2 separate regions of the Zea mays genome follow, and region 1 is linked to region 2. The links are chromatin contacts, called in public Hi-C maps. All regions are on one chromosome and are shown on one strand. The core of a region is the stretch at or near the end of the contact, and the rest is flanking DNA. Distances in the headings are between cores, read along the strand shown.

Region 1 (2,700 bases), core at 77-2,576, 140 kb after region 2:
TTGAGTCTCAGCGGCTCATCATTCAGATTGAGTCCACACTAGCTCACCTCCAAAACCACGATAATTACTATTTTAGTGACCTTTGCAAGGATGGGTTTAATAGAGTAAAAAAATCGATTAACGTCGGTGGTCGTATCTTAGTCGTCTTAAGATACACGCATCCAAAAAATGATTATTTCATAAGGGCTAGTTTGAGAACCTCATTTTCCCAAGAGGTTTTCATTTTTCCAAGGGAATTTAGTCCATTTTCCTTTGAAAAAAACGAAAATTCTTGAAAAATAAGGTTTCCAAACTACTCCTAAATGATTTTTTGGTGGTTGGTATTTTCGCAAGCGGTAGGTAGATGTAAAACCTAAGTTAGCCTTAGATAAATTTAAAGATCTAAATATTAATATATAAACTCAGTTGAATTTAAACAGATAAATTTCACCATAACACCCAATCCATCGACTTATGTATAGGTGTACATTTGTGCTGTGCCTAATAGGCCGGCACAAAGCACACAATTTCTGGCACGGCCCATATCTGGCACGGCCCAATCTAATTGTGGGCCTGGGCCGGCACGGCCCACATTGTGGGCCGTGCCTGGGCCTCAAGTCAAGCCCACGGGCCGGCCTGGCACGGCCCATTTAACTAAGGCCCACAGAGGCCCACTAAATATAGACTCAGTATTTAACTAAGGTCCGTCAAAGCCCACATGACTAGCATAACTTGGAGAATCTAGAGCTTCAATAAGCCATCGAGAACCAATACCTAGATATGGATAGTGAATAGTGATGATGATCATTGTATATGTATTCTGTATGGATGTATAGTACTCAATTAAACACTAAACATAGAACTGAATATTATTTGTGAGCTATTTGTAATATTTTTTTTTCTTTATGACCAAAGGTTTATAATGTGCATCCACAAAACATCTTAGTTTTATTTTGGTCATATATATATATATATTATATTTTTTGTTGATATATTACTATTGTATGTATATGGGCCGGTCTGGCACATTAAGATATTTTGGGCTATTTGGGCCGGCCTGGCACACATAACTAATTGTGGGCCGTGCCGTGGGCCGATGACTGGGCACACGTGCTGGCACGGCACGGCCCATAATTAGATATGTGCTTTTGTGGGCCGTGTCTTTGTGGGCCGTGCTTTTGTGGGCCTGTGCCGTGCCGGGCCAGGCCGGCCCACATGTACATGTATAGACTTATGTTTCTTCAGAGCTCTCCAATCACAGTAACAGAATCATTAAATTCTCGAGACTCCGGGGGCCCTCGAGGGCTCAAAACCACACAATTCAACAACTGGGTGAAGAAGCAACAAATACATTTGCGTAGCAGACATCGCTGCCCGTGTCTGTGTCTCCATTCACCTCGCTGCTCAGTCTGACACGGAACCGAGCGGAAAACCCAGGCCAGCTCCCGATAAGAAATCCTCGAGTCGACCAGTCCCCCATAGGCCGTAGACCAGAGCAGTAGACCGCCATGGCGAACCGCAGCAAGCAGCTCGTTACCACCGCACTGCCGCTCGCGGCGGCAGCAGCAGCCTCGCTCGCCGTCGTGCTCCTGCTCTGCTCCACGGGCTCATCGGAAGCCGACGGATACCTCGGGCGCGTGGGTGCGCCGTGGGGCCGTACCCTCACGGTCCTCCCATTCAGCCCCGCGGACCTGCTGCCCCTCCTGCCGCGGGGCGTCGCCATGGCCGCGCTCCGGGCGCTCCGCGGCGTCTCGGACATCTTCCCGGTGTTCGTCGGCGCCGCGTCGGCCGGCGGGTCGGGCTCGGTGCCCGGCAGCGGGGGGACGGTGAGATGGAAGGGGGCCTGCTTCTACGAGAACGAGGCGTGGCTGGTGTTCCACAACGAGAGCGGGTCCAAGTACGGCGGCGGCACACTCCATATCAAGGTACGGGCCTCCTCCCCCGACCGAAGCTGAGCACAATTTTGCAGTAACACGGTGTGCTTGTGCTGCCGAACAAATTAAGATGGATCCAGAGAGAGAGAGGTCTTGGCTCTACAGACATGGTAGACAGACACTCGAGACAGTGACACCGACACGCCCCACGTCCGCGACGTAACTGTTTCTGCACCTTGCGTGTCTGCCACACATGACATATGCACAAATATCCGTGGGGTTGTGCAAGACAAGTTTTGGTTGGTTTAACTATAACTATCGACGCGGATGAGAATTCCAACCCGCAACAACACCTTGGTGAAGCTGTAGGCCTGTTTGGTTTGTGGCTAAATGTGCCACACTTTATCTAAGTTTAATCGTTCGAATTTAATAACTAACTTTAGACAAAAAAGGTAGGCAAAGTGTGGCAACTGAGGCAGTGAACCAAACATGACTGTAGTGTTGTACTGATCGCCCCTCGACCCTCGCGTTGGTTGGTCAATTCTCGCAGGATTAGAAATATGTTTAGCAGCACAAAAAAATAACTGAAACAACCTTGGAGAACACGCGAATTTCCGTTTGATCTCGGATCTGGCCAATTCGGATTTCCATATCCCCCTATCTTCGCCCGCGAGCTCCTCACCGCTCCCCCGAGATTAGGGGGGGAGCGCAAGTGCCTGAAGTAAGCCTAATCCTAACCGCCGCCGTCATGACGGCGCCCAAGCTCAAGCTCCTAGCTCTTCCTACTCTGCTGGTCCTCATCCTCCTCCTCCTCCTCTCCGCCGCCCGGCGGCGCGTCCTTCTGGAG
Region 2 (2,700 bases), core at 165-2,664:
TGGTGCGGTGAGAACGATGATTACTGTCGTTATATGGCGTAGCGTGGAAAGCAGCAGCGCAAACAAGTGGCTCCTTCCTCTGCAGTTCTGCTTCAAATCAGAAGTAAACTTGTCAGCTGATGAGCACGTCGTTTGGCTCCAAATCAGCCTCGTCAAGGAGGAAACAACGGCCATGCAGAATGAGACGCGTCCCTGACCAAACCAGAAGTAAACTTGTCGTGTCACCGTGACGGCAACAAAATAGTCTTCAATGGAAGATCGACAGGAAACGTCTGAAGCTTCACCGGAGACATTTCTTTGGATCGTTTTTTTTTCGTCAACAATCATATCCTCAGTATACATAGAAATTAATCAACATGCTCCATGGTTTAAAGCCCATATCAACGCCGGTTTGATCTGTCCAGACACACGAACAGATCTACTCCGTCTCGGCGGAAAAAAAAAACACTACAGTACTATGTACAAGGCTCCACCATATCATAGTCTACACTCTACATGCAAGAAAAAAAAAAGACCAAACACCCAGAGCTACACTACAATTCCTGATGAAGGCCAAAAGGGAAAAAGGAAACTGCAAAGTCGTCAGCTGAAAACTCCGGTGCGACTAGTTCTCTGCCGGCGGCGGCCAGTTCAGATCCAGTTCGAAGCTGACCTCCTTCTTTGCCGTCACCGCGGGAGGCGAACAGGTGCGATCAACCACAGACGAGGAGTCGGAGTCGCTCTGCGCGACGGCGGCTACGGTGACTGGAGCTGAGGCGACCTTGAACATCCTGTACCCGGCTGCCGCGGCCGCCGCGGCCTGGTTGTAGAGGAAGTACTGATGTGGGGTCGGGCGCACGACGGGGAAGGCCTTGAACGGAAAGGGCATGCCGCCGGTGGTGACCGCGCTGACGGCGGCCGCCCGGTGGAAGAGATCGAGGTCGAGGGCCGGGGTCAGCGGCATGGCCGCCTGCACAGGCGCTTCGACGCCACACCCGCTGCCGCCACAGCTCGATTCCAAGGTGGTGCTGTCGCTGCTGGGGCTACCAGCACCGCCGGCGACGGCGACGGCGAGGGGGAACGGGAAGTTAGTCTTGGCCTTGGCGCCACGGAACTCGCGGGCGGCGACGTCGTAGGCCTTGGCGGCCTCCTCGGCCGTGTCGTACGTGCCCAGCCACACGCGACTCTTCTTGGCTGGGTCGCGGATCTCCGCGGCGTAGCGTCCCCACGGCCGCTTCCTCACGCCTCGGTAGTGTGGACCCAAGCCCATGCCTCCGACTCCTCCGCCAACGCCAAGCTTCAGGCCGGTGGCCAGCGGCAATGGCGACTTGTCCGCCACCCGGGGCGCCATGGTGCACAAGTGGCGTGTGTGCGCGGGTCTTCCGGTTCAGCGAGGTCGTGTGGAGAAGCGATGTGTGTGTGTGTGTGGCGTCTAGGATAAGGCAAGGGGGATTGGGCAGCATTTATAGGCAGACGAGTGGGCTAAAAAAGGACAATAGCTCTATTCACCCGCCTCCTCCTATCTTATATTTTATCAAGTATTTTAAACTTCACTTTGTAATTAATATAGCTTACCGTTTGTACCTAACAAAAGATACATCTTATTCAGATACTGTTTGAGATAGCTTAACTTCAAAAATTTCAACTCAATTCTAACTTTTTTCTACATAAACAGATACAACTCCACGAGCTCTAGCTTTTTTAGAAAAATCGAAACTAGAGACCAGTTCATATAATTCATGAAGCTCCTTAGAGGCTACTTTTAGAAACACTGTTTCTATATATTCTCATGAAGCTGTACGAAAATATCCACCATGCCACTGTTATACAACATACAACTTCTGAAAAATCAATTGTACTATATAAATTGGGACTTGAGGCCCGACAGATCTGATGCTAAATTTACCCGGTTCTTGTTCTCCAAACGGTAATGTCAGGGCCTGATCATCTACTACTCTCTATCATGGGTTAGTTTTTGACTTTTTGTCGACACTGGATTTCTCAGACGACTTGAGCAAGAACCTCCCGATGCGGCAATCCCAATGTGACGGATGAGCTCCACCCGGTGCGGCAAGCCCAGCCTCGATCTTGTCTCGTCTCGTCTCGTGAGGTCTGGCCATGGTCATCCAATCCAGGAGGAGGGAAACGACGAAGACGAGCAGAGGGAGGCGAAGTCAGGCCATAACTGGACAGGCGAGTCGCGCGCGGCAGATCAAAATCACATGAGCCGAGTCGCGCGCTAACGGCGAGATCAGGATCAGCGCGCGGCGCAGAAAGGACCGCGCCGCGGGCGGGCGGGCACCCACCACCAAAATGTCGGCATCAGCTGGTCCTCGGACGTGGGCGTGTTGCTTGGATCGCTAGGCCCGGAGGGTGGGGGGCACCCACCGAGGCGAGCCGCCCACCAGCCGCAGGCGGCACGGCAGGCCCTCCTTTTATTTTTAGAGCCGCTGGCCGCCTGGCCGCCCTAGACCGACAGGCGGTACAGCCACGCACACCCATCCGACAGGGAACCGGCACGCGCCGGTGGGCCGTGGATCGCGTGATGCCGCGCCGCTGCTCACACACCTGCTGCGGGAAAAAAAAAAGAATTGATTCGGGTAGCAGGCGTAGAAAACGACGGGATGAGAGAGAGAGGGAGAGAGAGCCGAAAAGGAGGACAAGAGGGACGAGGGGCTCTGGTCCTGGTGCTGCGGCGCCTTCTACGTGCCGCCTCTCCAA

What was found. A called contact is a pair of places that touch in the nucleus more often than the background predicts.
Region 1: a Hi-C map of leaf shows a contact between it and region 2, with 4 times the contacts expected there. The contact joins the promoter of LOC100275589 here to the promoter of LOC100282305 in region 2.

What each region holds. Positions count from the first base shown.
Region 1 is chr8:178,288,122-178,290,821 of Zm-B73-REFERENCE-NAM-5.0, forward strand. It overlaps LOC100275589, which reads left to right and starts at 1,327. Exons shown (of 7, transcript NM_001149639.3): 1 at 1,327-1,904. The coding sequence starts at 1,488.
Region 2 is chr8:178,147,362-178,150,061 of Zm-B73-REFERENCE-NAM-5.0, forward strand. It overlaps LOC100282305, which reads right to left and starts at 1,415. Exons shown (of 1, transcript NM_001155217.2): 1 at 348-1,415. The coding sequence starts at 1,330. The coding sequence ends at 605.